Linked DNA regions of Sus scrofa: region 1 is linked to region 2. Evidence: chromatin contacts called from public Hi-C data. All regions are on one chromosome and are shown on one strand. The core of a region is the stretch at or near the end of the contact, and the rest is flanking DNA. Distances in the headings are between cores, read along the strand shown. Region 1 holds the start of CCDC71L (coiled-coil domain-containing protein 71L). Region 2 has its middle 180 kb from the start of NAMPT.

Evidence for each region. Hi-C and Micro-C count contacts between places; a contact is called where the count stands out from the background.
Region 1: a Hi-C map of embryonic fibroblasts shows a contact between it and region 2, with 3 times the contacts expected there. The contact joins the promoter of CCDC71L here to the enhancer-like site in region 2. A contact is called at or near these places in 10 of 47 Hi-C or Micro-C datasets (alveolar macrophages, embryonic fibroblasts, fibroblasts and 6 more) and 2 of 2 datasets of contacts at active chromatin or transcription factors (alveolar macrophages and skeletal muscle).

What each region holds. Positions count from the first base shown.
Region 1 is chr9:106,541,526-106,547,561 of Sscrofa11.1, reverse strand. It overlaps CCDC71L (coiled-coil domain-containing protein 71L), which reads left to right and starts at 2,238. Exons shown (of 1, transcript XM_021063516.1): 1 at 2,238-6,036. The coding sequence starts at 2,509. The coding sequence ends at 3,222. The region is part of intron 2 of LOC102163285 (a long non-coding RNA gene); the gene reads left to right.
Region 2 is chr9:106,336,373-106,342,455 of Sscrofa11.1, reverse strand. No RefSeq gene overlaps it. Among named protein-coding and RNA genes, the nearest start is that of NAMPT, 180 kb to the right of the region's middle. Within about 2 kb of position 3,170, at least 6 of the 83 cell types and tissues checked have an H3K27ac peak or open chromatin away from gene starts, as enhancers often do.

The sequences.
Region 1 (6,036 bases), core at 989-3,488, 210 kb before region 2:
TAATATCCCATAAAGATATTGTTTGGTTTTAAGTAAATTAAATGAGCATGTATTATAAAAATGAATTGCCAAATACTCTGCAATTTGTTGAAATCTTATGTCTTCTTAGCATAAAAAGTCTTATAAAAAGATTTATCCTTTTAATTGAAATCAATTCTGTCTGTGTAGATGTCTGGTATATACTGATGTGATGAAAGACCCCAAGTGTTTCCATATTTATGTACTCTAAGTACTTATAATATGATTAACATGGAAGGGAGGAAATAATAATATGAGAACCTTACTTTACCCTTTTATTACAAAGTCCCCTTACCATTCTGCTGGCTTACTCTGTGAGATTTTCTACGTCTATCTTGCAGGGGCATTCCAATGGAAGTTATACAAATTTCATGTTAGTATGTGTTCCCAGAATTACCAAGAGAACGAATTGTGACATAAAGAGTTGTTGTAATATCACTTCTTTATAAGGATTTAGGAAGCTGGTAATTGGCTCCATAATCTTGTTCTGAGATAAGGGTATGCTTTCCTAGGAAAATGATTTTCTCTTCAGAGAATTACCATGATTTTGGTAGGTTGAGAACTGGTCTCTTGGGAGGAAGTTTTGTTTTTGCTGTAGACCCACTGTGTGGAGAGAGTGCTCTGGTGTAGAGAAGCAACTTTTAAAATATATATGTTTTTAATTTTTGAAATGAAAACAAAGTCTGGTTCAAAGAAAACATCATCTGTAAATCCAATATAGGACAGATTAAAAAACTGTTCAATTTGGGGAGGAGTGGAAGCAGATAGAGGGGTACAGCTCTGTCCCTTGATCACCCCACTCTTGCATAAAGCATTTTCTATTGAACCTGTTTGAGCAGCACAATTTGAAAAACCTCCAGTGACATATAAAGATCACTAGATTAGGAATCCAAAGACTTAGTCCTGATCAAGAACTGGTATTACTGAACCTCTGTGTGACCAAATTTCCTCATCTGTGAAATAAGGAGATTGAACTAGGTATCTTTCAGCTCAAATTCAAGGGAACCATTAGCAGCTGTGTGCAAGTCACAAAGCTCTGCTGTTATCAGTTCTCCACTGCAAAATATGATGCTCACTGAAGGGTAAAATTTGCATGCCTACCTCAGAGTTCTAAGCATTAGGAGATTTTTTTTTAACCTTAAAAATTTAATGGAGTTAGGAGAAAATTGCAGTGTAAAATAGAAACTATAAAATTATCCTTGTTCTTAGTGATTTCAATATATCCTTCTTTCTCATATCATTTTAAACTATCAGTGGTATTTCATTGATAAACTCAAGGTGGACTGCCCACTATCTGACAGACACTGAACTAAATATTGAGGATAGAAAAGAGGACTAAAAACTGCCCACTACTCTACAAACATTCGTAATCCCCTCCTCTCAAATACAAAAGTTAATGGCTTCTTAATGTTCCCTTCAACAGAACCTTTTTGATTGTGATGCTGCATTCCTTCTCAATGATAGAGATGGTGCTGCAGAGGGACATATTAAAACTAAATGAAAAGTGAAGTGTACTCATTTAGAAAAAAACTGTATTTAAAAATGGTATTTTCTGTAAGGAGAATGGCTTTGTTGTAAATGATCTTTGATCAACTTGAGCAGAGTGTTTAGTTCTATGGCTATAAGAGGCTTTGTTTTCCTATTAAGTGGAGTATCTCTTAAATGTGAAGATGGTTCCATTGTCTAGAGGGAGACAATGCCACTTACACTGTCCATATTGCCTACTTGATTCTGGATTGCTAGTGTTGCTTGGGTCCAAAGTGGGAAGAGTTGATGAACATGCAAAAGAGCCAAATGAAGGTTTAGAATGGAACTGTGAAAGGCCCATTCCCTCTACACCTAGACCCAAATTCCCTTTCTCTGATAAAAACCACAGCTTTTGGGTAGGTCTCCCTTTGTTATTTCCGACTGGTAGACCCCCCCAGCTCAATCCACAAATGCACACCCACTCACTCTGAGAGTGACTCTCCCCAAGGTGGAGCTGATGTCCACCCTTCACTCTAGTCAAGGGCCCCCACCTCATATAACCACCCAACTGTTGACTCGCGTTCAAGGGCCACCACCATCACCCACTCCAGCACCATCTTCCAGGAACTGGCCTCTCCCCCATTAGTCCCCGCCCCTCTTCTGAGAGCACCCAATGGGTGGAGTCGGGGCTGCAGTGGGAGGAGCCTGAGGCGGGCACATTTAAAGAAAGGCAGAGGGCGAAAGGAGGCAAGAGAGGAGAAGAAAGAGAAACCAGGGGGGCGAGGCGCCGTCCAATGACAAAGCCCAGGGGTGGGCGCCGGCCGCCATCTTGTACCGGGCGGCAGGATCTTCACCCGCGTCCTCCGCCCTCGGAGGGGGAGGGGCGGAGGCGGCGAGAAAAGTAACGAGAGACGCGCCGGCCGGGGAGGCGCCAGCGGCGGCCGCCGCCGCAGAGCCGAACGCGGGCGGGGACGACGGCGGCGGCGCGACCCGGCGAACGCGGGCGGCCGCGAGCGGCCTCCGATGCGGCGCAGCGTGAAGAGGCGGCGGCGCCGGCCCCCGGCAGCCCCGGCCGCGGCCGCCCGGGGCGGCGGCTTTAGGGCGGGAGCAGGGCCCGAGCTGGAGGCGCGGGAGGAGAAGGTGGTATACTCGCGGTCTCAACTGTCGCTGGCCGACAGCACCAAGGCGCTGGGCGACGCCTTCAAGCTGTTCATGCCCCGCAGCACGGAGTTCATGAGCTCGGACGCGGAGCTCTGGAGCTTCCTCTGCAGCCTTAAGCACCAGTTCTCCCCGCATATCCTGCGCAGCAAGGACGTCTACGGCTACTCCTCCTGCCGGGCCCTGGTCCCCGACCCCCCGGGACCCCCCGCTGCCCGCGGCCGGACACGCAGGCCAGCACCGAGTGCGGCGGCCAGGAGGAGGCGCCGCGGAGCCCGGGCGCCCGCCGCCCGCCGGAGGAAGCCCCCGCCACCGCCGCCGCTGTCGCCGCTGCCGGCCCCCGAGGAGAGCTGCCCTGCCAAGCCCGCGGCGCCCGGGCCCTGCTTCGGGGGCCGCACCCTGGAGGAGATCTGGAGGGCGGCCACCCCGACGCTGACCACCTTTCCCACCATTCGCGTCGGCGGCGACGTGTGGGGCGAGCGCAGCCTGGCGGCGGCGCGGCGCCGGGCAAGCCAAGTCCTGCGAGTGAACCTGGAACCCGTGGTGAGGCTCCGCCGCTTCCCCGTGCCCCGGGCGTGAAACGCAGCCCGCGACGGCTTCCCGGCCAGGGACGGGGCTTCCGCCTGGAGGGATGGACAAGTGTCAGTCGAGTGTTTACAGATCCGGCCAGGACCCCGTCCCCTCGTGCACTTTACGGGCAAAGAAGTCACCGGATGCTTTTCCCGGCCTCGCGGCGCCGCCGTCTGGGGCTCAGGGACAGGTGTGCCCTCCGCTGCCTCCTGGCGCCCGGGCTGCGGAGGAGGAGACAGCCGGACCCGCAGGGGAGGGCCCTATGCTTCCTTACCCCGGACTGAGACATCTCCAGGACTGGAGGGGCAGATCCGTTTTCTCCCTTTGGACTCTACCTCACTGGTCTGGAAGTTCTCTGAAGAAGTCGTTATTTTTCCAAAGGAATTTGGTTTCGTGTTTGTGTAATAAAGCCAGAATCTACTTGCTTTCCCCCCAAATCCTCCCCCCACCCCATTTTTCTTTGCAACTGCCACCCCTCTTTCTGGACGAAAGATTGAACCTGTTTTGTACTCAGGGTATTCTGAATCCCATTCGTTTCCTAATTTTAACCGGATTCCAAAGCTCTGACCAAGGATATTTTTCTAAGAGATTCAAGCTTATGACTGTAATAGTGCAAGGATTTGTATGCTTTGAATTCCATGGGCTCAGTGATTACAAACAAAGAGATGCAAAGTACAACTGTTTGAACATTTTTGAGGTGTTCCTAAAGATTTTATATTGAAATTTAATGTTTATATTTACTGAGCTCCTAAATAAAATGGTATAAACTCATATGAAGTTCTGTTTAGGAAAAGCTGACTTGTTAAGATTCTTTTTAATTAAATAAAAATTAAAGTGCATTGAAACCACATGGCTTGTGATAAAGAAAAATTAGTTATAAAGAACTGGTGTTGGTTAAAGAGATGGATGGAATCCTATTGGAAATGATTTGGCTTCATTGTACTGGTCTAACATACAAATCCAGGAATAGTTGAAGGATAACCTATTTTAAATTGCAAATAGCAGAGAAGAAATAAATGTGTTCAAACTTTGTGATTAAAATGATAAACAGAATACCCATTAGAATTCTCAGAACTATTAGTCATCTAGAGGGGTGGGGGCATTTCTTGGTATCAAATAACTGGTTGAAGTTACTTTGGGCAAAATAGATCTCTTTCTTTACTTTCTGTTGTTGGATAGCAAGAAATGCCCAGAATAATATCCATTATTCTTATAAACATTATGACAATTAGTTGACTTTTGCTCCATGAGTTAACTTTTTAAAAAATCTTAATTCCATTTGTAATTATGTTTGTAGTTACCGGTCTTTGTTGACAGCTGAAGACCACAGGAATCGTTGATCAGGCGAGTCACACAGTACTGACCCTTCTTTTACACTTTTATAATAGCATTTATACCATATGGCCCAGTGTGGAATTCTTGATTATCCAAGTGCCTTTGGTCATTGGTGGCAGCAAGACTTAATGGTTTTTAGCCAGTGGTGCCACAGCCAGATTTTACTGCAATATCTAAAGGGTCAAGTAGTGTTTTGTACCACTATTTTTCAAATTTAAGTATTCTGCCATGGAATGATTCATACTGGCTAGAACTTGACATACGATATCCTTAATATTAAGGCTTATCTCTGCTTGGCAGCTTCTTAGGAGAATTATTTTAATAAGAGTTGCAATTTTGACTCTTGCGATCTTAGAATTCAAATGCTATTGCTTTCTGAATTGAAAATTTCAACTTTAATAGTCCATAAGTAGGAGTTTTGTGACTTTAATTTCAGTGTACTTGTTTTGTAAAAAAAAAAAAAATTATATATATAATATGACTTTATGCCAGTTTCCCAGTATGCCTCGTATTCTTTTATTCACTACTCAATGAAAATGCATTGTTACCGACACTGTCACACGAATAAATAAAAGTGGATAATTACTTAGATGATGAAGAGTGTTAAATTATATCTTTGTGAAAGGAAGCTTATATATATTCTTTTGGTTATTAGCTTCCATTGCCAATCGTATTTCAGATACAGTAGAGTTTTCTCCTCCCTCCCCCTGCTACTGAATTGTTACCATTTTTTTAGCAAACTAGCCCCTGAGGAAAAAAATATGTATTTGTACCACTCACTATTGTATATAGTTTTATAATAAATTCAATGGCCATATTAGAATGTGATTTCAACATATAGCTTATCTAATAATTTCACAGAGGATTTTGAAATTAGACCTAGCTGGGAGGATAACTTTGCTCAGCACAAAACTGAAACAACTATTGACACCATGCATTTTAACTGAGATTCTTAACATTTTTTCCTCATGCCTTGTTACTTTAGTGCTCTTGAACTAGCATAAATGCTTCTTTGGATTGTCTGGGCTATCTGATTTCAGTTTGGGTTGGATTGCCCATCTTGAATTCAATATATTATTTATCTGGTTTATTTAAAAATCATGCCATTTCTAGTTTGTGAAATGAGATGTAAAAAAAACTTTTATTTTTGCCAAGTGTTCTTTAGCCAAACGTATGTTACATCTTCTAAAATGTGAAGAAACAACTAATATAGATGGTTGGTGTGTTAATAGGAAAGTGAAAGTATTCATGGGTACATTGGGCAGAATGTGGAAAGGAACTTGGCAAGGTGGCCTTTCTGGTGAGGCATCCATTTCCTGTCCTCTAAAGTAAGTCTGTAGCTTAGCTTGTATATAGTTTTTTAAAAGACATCCCATGATCTTTATTCACTCTCTTATAAGATTATCTTCTATCTCGTATGGCACAAATAGGGAAGCTAGGAGGAAGTTTATCACCTCACTATGCTTTTATTTAATTTTTAACTCTTGA
Region 2 (6,083 bases), core at 1,921-4,420:
TTCAGGTATGAATATGAAAACCCAAGCTCTGGCCCCAGTTTTGCCGCTAATTAGCTGAGTGATTCTAAATAAATCGCAAACACTTTAGCTCTCAGTAGTGCCTTCCTTTCTGAAAAGAGAGACTTAAGCTTGATCTCTAAAATCTCTTCCAACGCTCAAAAGGAATTAAATTTTCTTTTAGAAGTTCCTGTCGTGGCTCAGCAGTTAACAAATCTGAAGCCTCCATGAGGATGCAGGTTCGATCCCTGGCCTTGCTCAGTGAGTTCAGGATCCAGTGTTGCCATGAGCTGTGGTGTAGGTCGCAGACATGTATCAGATCCTGTGTTGCTGTGGCTGTGGTGTAAGCCGGCAGCCGTAGCTCCCGATTCGACTCTTAGCCTGGAAACCTCCATGTGCTGCAGGCATGACCCTAAAAAGCAAAATCAATCAATCAATCAATCAATCAATCAATCTTCTTTTAATCCAGTTTCTCCAAATAGATGCTGTCTTTCTCCAGGACAGGAAACATGTCCTAACGACTTTATATTTTCAGGGTCTTTCCCATTATATAGAGCTTCTCAGTAAATTTTAAGGACTTATCTAACAATATGATAACTTATAGTAACTGAGTAAACAACAACAACAACAAAACCAAGTTACAACAATAACAACAGAATCCTCTTTTCATTGTTAGCTCCTCCTAAGCCAAAGATCATACCACAGTGACCAGCTCAGTTTGGGGTTCCACTTGTGAAGTAGCACCCCAGAGAGAAACTGCTTTCTCATTAAACACAACACTGTTAGCTTTAGCTAGCCATGGGGATCTAGAGTGCTTTCTCTCTCTCTTTTTTTTGTCACACCCACAACATGAAGAAATTCTGAGCCAGGGATAAAACCTGCGCCACAGCTTCGACCCAGCAGTGACCCAGGCCGCTGCAGTGACAATACCGGGTCCTTTACCTGCTGGGCCACAGGGGAACTCCTCAAAGGATACCTCTTGAATGGTGGGTCAGTGGGACTGTCTTCTTAAGGATTAGAAGTTCAAAGTATCGATATGATTTTTCTTTCTTTTTTTTTTTTTTTTTTTTTTTTTTTTGTCTTCCTAAGACTATACCCATGGCCTATGGAAGTTCCCAGACTAGGGGTCAAATCAGAGCTGCAGCTTCCAGCCTACACCACAGCCACAGCAATGCCAAATCCAAGCCACATCTGTGACCTACGCCACAGCTCACAGCAATGCTGGATCCTTAACCCACTGAGCAAGGCCAGGGTTTGAACCCATATCCTCATGGATACTGGTCGGGTTTGTTACTGCTGCCCCACCATGGGAACTCCACCTTTTTTGTTTCTCTTGACTCTTCAGGTCTCTCTGCTTCTCCCCTCTGCCCACCTCACTTCCCCCCATGTATTGCTTGAGAGTCACTGTGGATCTCACTTTGTTCTGGAGTCTCTTTGTGCAATTTCTGTTCTATTGGAAGCCTTGTTTAGAAATAGTAGGGAGATTTAACCCAGAATTAGAGGTGGTACAAGATCTTGTCCAGATATGCAAAAATCAAGGGTAGGGTCTTTTCTGGTGCCTTGCTAAGAGGTGGCTTAAGCCTTTAAGCCTAGGATGTAATTATGCTTAGAAAAGAGACCATGCTGGGAAAGAATTCCCAGTTCTCACACAGACCACTGGTACTGGACAATAGCTAAATATGGGGAGGAATTCAATTGAATGGAGTCCACACCAGAAAATGTATTACTTAATTTGTCCTATTGTACATGGAGCACCAAGGGATATAGCCAGAGAGCACAGAGATGATTAGTCATTGAACTTTAAGAATGTACTTGGGTGCCATTAGGTACAAACAGACTCAGAAGCTGTTTGGCCCAGTGAAGATGAATATTGCTGAGGCTACCCTGTAGCTGGTTGGGAAAGAGTTTATCAACTCATCTTCTCAGCTTATTTGGCCAGAGAAGAAGATGTAAAGAAAACTTCTAACTCTAGCTGGCCTAGTTTCCCTTGCCATTTTGGGAAAATGAGTCCCTCTTCTTATTTAGAAAAACCAATAGATTTCTCATGGGACTGAAAGAAATACACAGGAATACACATTTTGCAGTCAATTAGCTTGATTTTGGTTCCTGAGAAACACAGAAGAACCTAACTGTGTGGGAGCAAATAATAGTTTGCAACCTAGAGTTGAAAGTCAATTAACTTTTACCCTCTTCACCCAAGTTACATTGTGAAAGCCTGTCCAAAAGATGAAAAGTTAGATATGTTCAGCAAATATTTCATTATTTGGAGCCTCATTCTTTGTTTTTATAGACAAGAGCTGGCTATTTAAAACAGTGAAGGAAAGTTACTACGTGAACATAAGCATAAATATAGAACTAAGCTTACTCACAGAGACAGATATAGATGAGACTCTATGACAAATTAGAGATGAAGTGGGAAATAATGAGGGAGATCAAGTAGTTTGGGGACAAGTGACATTGGTCTGTAAACATTCCCCCAAGGAAATCTGAGGCAGAAATTTGAAGAAGCACGAAGTCTGATTGGAGGGTCTGCACAGAGGAGGGACTTGAAATAGCAATGTTAGGCACTGGGCTATGTTATCCAGTTCCCCTTCGATGAAAATTCTTAGTTCCAACTCCTGGGAGTGCTGCAAGCCAGCAGCCTTCCGTTTTCCGCTTCTTTAGAGATTGTCCCATCTGCAAAGAGCCACCTCCTCCAAGGTCATGCCCTTCACCAAGGTGGTCCACCTCCAATGAGTGATCAAGGTGGGAATCTCAGTTAGCAAATCAGCTGCCATGCCAAATGGGGCCTTAAAGATAGCAATGGCTGCATTCCAGAGGTGGTTAAAGACTTTTGCCCAGTGGAAAATTCACAGAGCAGTGCACCTGGGTTGTTTGGAGCTGAGGGGGAAGCTGCATGCTACAAGGTCGTAGATAGAGGCCCAGGAGCTTTCTCAATGACCCTCCACTCTGAGTAGGGGATGAGTCTGGGCGCCTTCTTCTCAGAGGGCTCAGAGAGCGGATTTAGGCTGACAGAGGCTAAGGCATTCATTTGTTTGCTGGCCAGTCTGGTTCCAAATCTTGGAACAAGTCAACGTTTTATGACAAGGATGCTAATTTTAGCTTTAGTGAATATCTGTGGCTGGTTATTAATTCAACATCCGTTAGAAGTAGGGAAGGAAACAATGAGTCAGATGCCATTTATGTGCATCCTGAACAATTAGTTTCTTTGGAACCAGAGGCAGAGAAACAGATTGGCTTTAAAGGCTTCTTGTGAACTTTCAGAGACAATTTTATCTGGTTTGCAGTCACTTTTATAATGCTTGGGACCTGTTCACTGTCCAGGGTGATGCAAGCTTTGAGAAGGTGTTGCCTTCGAAATTTGAACTCCTTTCTTACTGAAGAATCTAAATTGTTTCTGCCCAGGAAACCTGAATTCTGCCATCACTGCCTGGGAAACTGCAGAGGTAGTATGTTGACATTCATGGCTCTGGGTCCCAAATGACTTTTGTGTTAGGAGAGCACCCTTTGCATGCTTGACTCCCTTCATGTGTAGCTGCACAATGTTAAGGAGAAATTGCAAAACTCATCACTTGGAAGCTGGCCGCAGCCAGCTCCAAACTACATCTCTGTTTGCTGCTACCTTTATTCCCCCCAATTTCATCTCTTAACTGATCACAAGTGACTTTAGGAAGACATGGGATGATAGAGAAAGAAAAATTGAAGGCTTTCTGTTGCTTTCTAACTTCTGTGGGGAGTTCAGTATACAGAGGAACCCTTCATTTGTTTACATCTAGTTTTTCTTGAGTTCTGCAGGGTTTAGTCAACGAATTTTATTCATCAGAGGAAAACAATAAAGGAAACAACCTTCCAATACTCAGGCAAGTGGATATTTTGTGCCTGAAAAATGTAAGGAGGAGAGGAGAAACTGAGAGAACAATTTTTTTAAAGAACGACCCAGTCAGTGAGGTAACCATTAGTGCTACTCTCCAGTCTTGCTAGTGCTTCTCTTCTTCTGGGCACTTGGGAAGACGATGCTTTTCTACTCTTTGACCTTAGTGGACATGCGATTTCCTTTAGTCAAGCACATGTGACAGGAAGTCACGTGTATTATTTGTGGGTGGAATTATTCAAGAGCCAATGCATACTTTTCCATGCTTTCTTTTCCCCTGCTGTAACAAACACATGAAGTTTCATCATGAAACAATGGTATCATTAGATAATTTTGAGTAACTCTATACTTGGAGCCAAGCTCACTACCAATTACCACTGGGGATGGTGAATATTTGTTGTGTTAGGCCATCCAGATTTTGTTTTTTTTAATTTTTACTTATTACTGTGGCTAATCTAGCCTACTCTAGCTAAGCCAACTATTGTAACACTGACTAGTCTTAAAGAAAAGATTTATATTGATATTTTGGGATCACATAATAGAAAAGTTTTCTTGTTATGTAGTCAGTGAGTCTTGTCCTCTCTGAAATTTTTGTGCCTCACTCTTAAATGACAAAGGAGAGCCCCCAAATCACTAAATATCCAAGGAAGTCTTCAATTTGATAGGCTGCTTTATATTTAGAAAGCCAACAGGAAAAAAAAAAAGGAACTCAGAAAAAACTCAGGTAATTTATAGAACAGGAGGTAAAAAATATATCATTTACTTCAGAAAGGTAAGAGATACTGCGTCCATGAAACAAAATAAAATCATATAAAATAAAAAACAAGAAACTTTAAAAGAGCTCTTATAAATGAAAAATATGAATGACAGCAGAATTTTTTTAATTCATAGAAAGATTAGAAGTGAATACTTCCAGAATGAAGGAAAAATTTAAGTAGAGAAAATAGAAATAAAATATAATGGGAATAAAAAAATCAATCTCTGAGATCCAATGTTTAATTAATATGAGTTTTGGGCAGCCTGAACAAAAAGAAAAGAAGAAATTATCAGATAAATAACTCTAGAAAAATGTTTAGTGTAATGGGTCAATGGAGTAGCCAGCACAGTGAATAAAAAAGAAATACCCTAAGTCACATCAGAATGAAATTTCAAAACACCAGGAATAAAACATTCCAAAAAATTTCAAAAAGGATGATAATCAGAATGTCATACCAACAGCAATTGGGAGCTACAAAACAATAGCACCATGCCTTTAAAATTTTGAGGACAAATACTTTACAACCTAAAATCCTATACCTAATTAGATAACCAAGTGTTAGTAGAATTATTATCAATGTGATATCTCAAAAATTATAATTCTAGGGATTTCCCTTATGGTGCAGGTGGTTAAGGATCTGGCATTGTCACTGCAGTGGCTTGGGTGGTTGCTGTGGCGGGGTTTGATCTCTGGCCTGGGAACTTCTGCATGCCATGGGAGTGGCCCCAAAATTATAATGCTACATTTTTCTCAAAAAGCTCCATATGCTCCAGCAAAAGCTACCCCACCCAAATGATAGTAGCTAGTATTTGTAGACTTGCTCATTTGATCTTCAGGGCAGCTGAAAGAGGTAAGTACTATTTTTTTCATAACTATTTTATAGATGGGAAAATTGAGGCATAGCTAGGCAATGTCTCCAGTATGGCACCAGTAATAGTATAGAACCAGAATCTGAACTCAGGCAGTTTGAACTCCAGAGCCAGTGTTTTAGGTCACTATTTTACATGACCTTTAAGACAAAGACATTTAACCCAGGAAGCAATGTGCCCAACACAAAAGAGAGAAAAAAATTCAGAATAATAGCTATACAACAGACCCAAAGAAAAAAAATAATCAAGATTGGCATGGAAAAATGGACTCTTTTTTTTTTAAATGTTTTTCATTAAAGTATAGTTGATTTACAATGTTGTGCCAATTTCTGCTCTACAGCAATTGTATGACCCAGGCCTACATATCTATACATTCTTTTCCTCATATTATCTTCCATCATAATCTGGTCCTAAGAAGCTTGATATAGTTCCCTGTGCTATCCAGCAGGACCTCATTGCTGATCTAGTCTAAATGTAATAGTTTGCATCTACCAACCCCAAACTTCCAGTCCATGCCACTCCTTCCCCACTCCCCGAAGGACTCCTAAAAGGAACATCTCCAGACGAAAAAAAATGATAGTTTATCTGA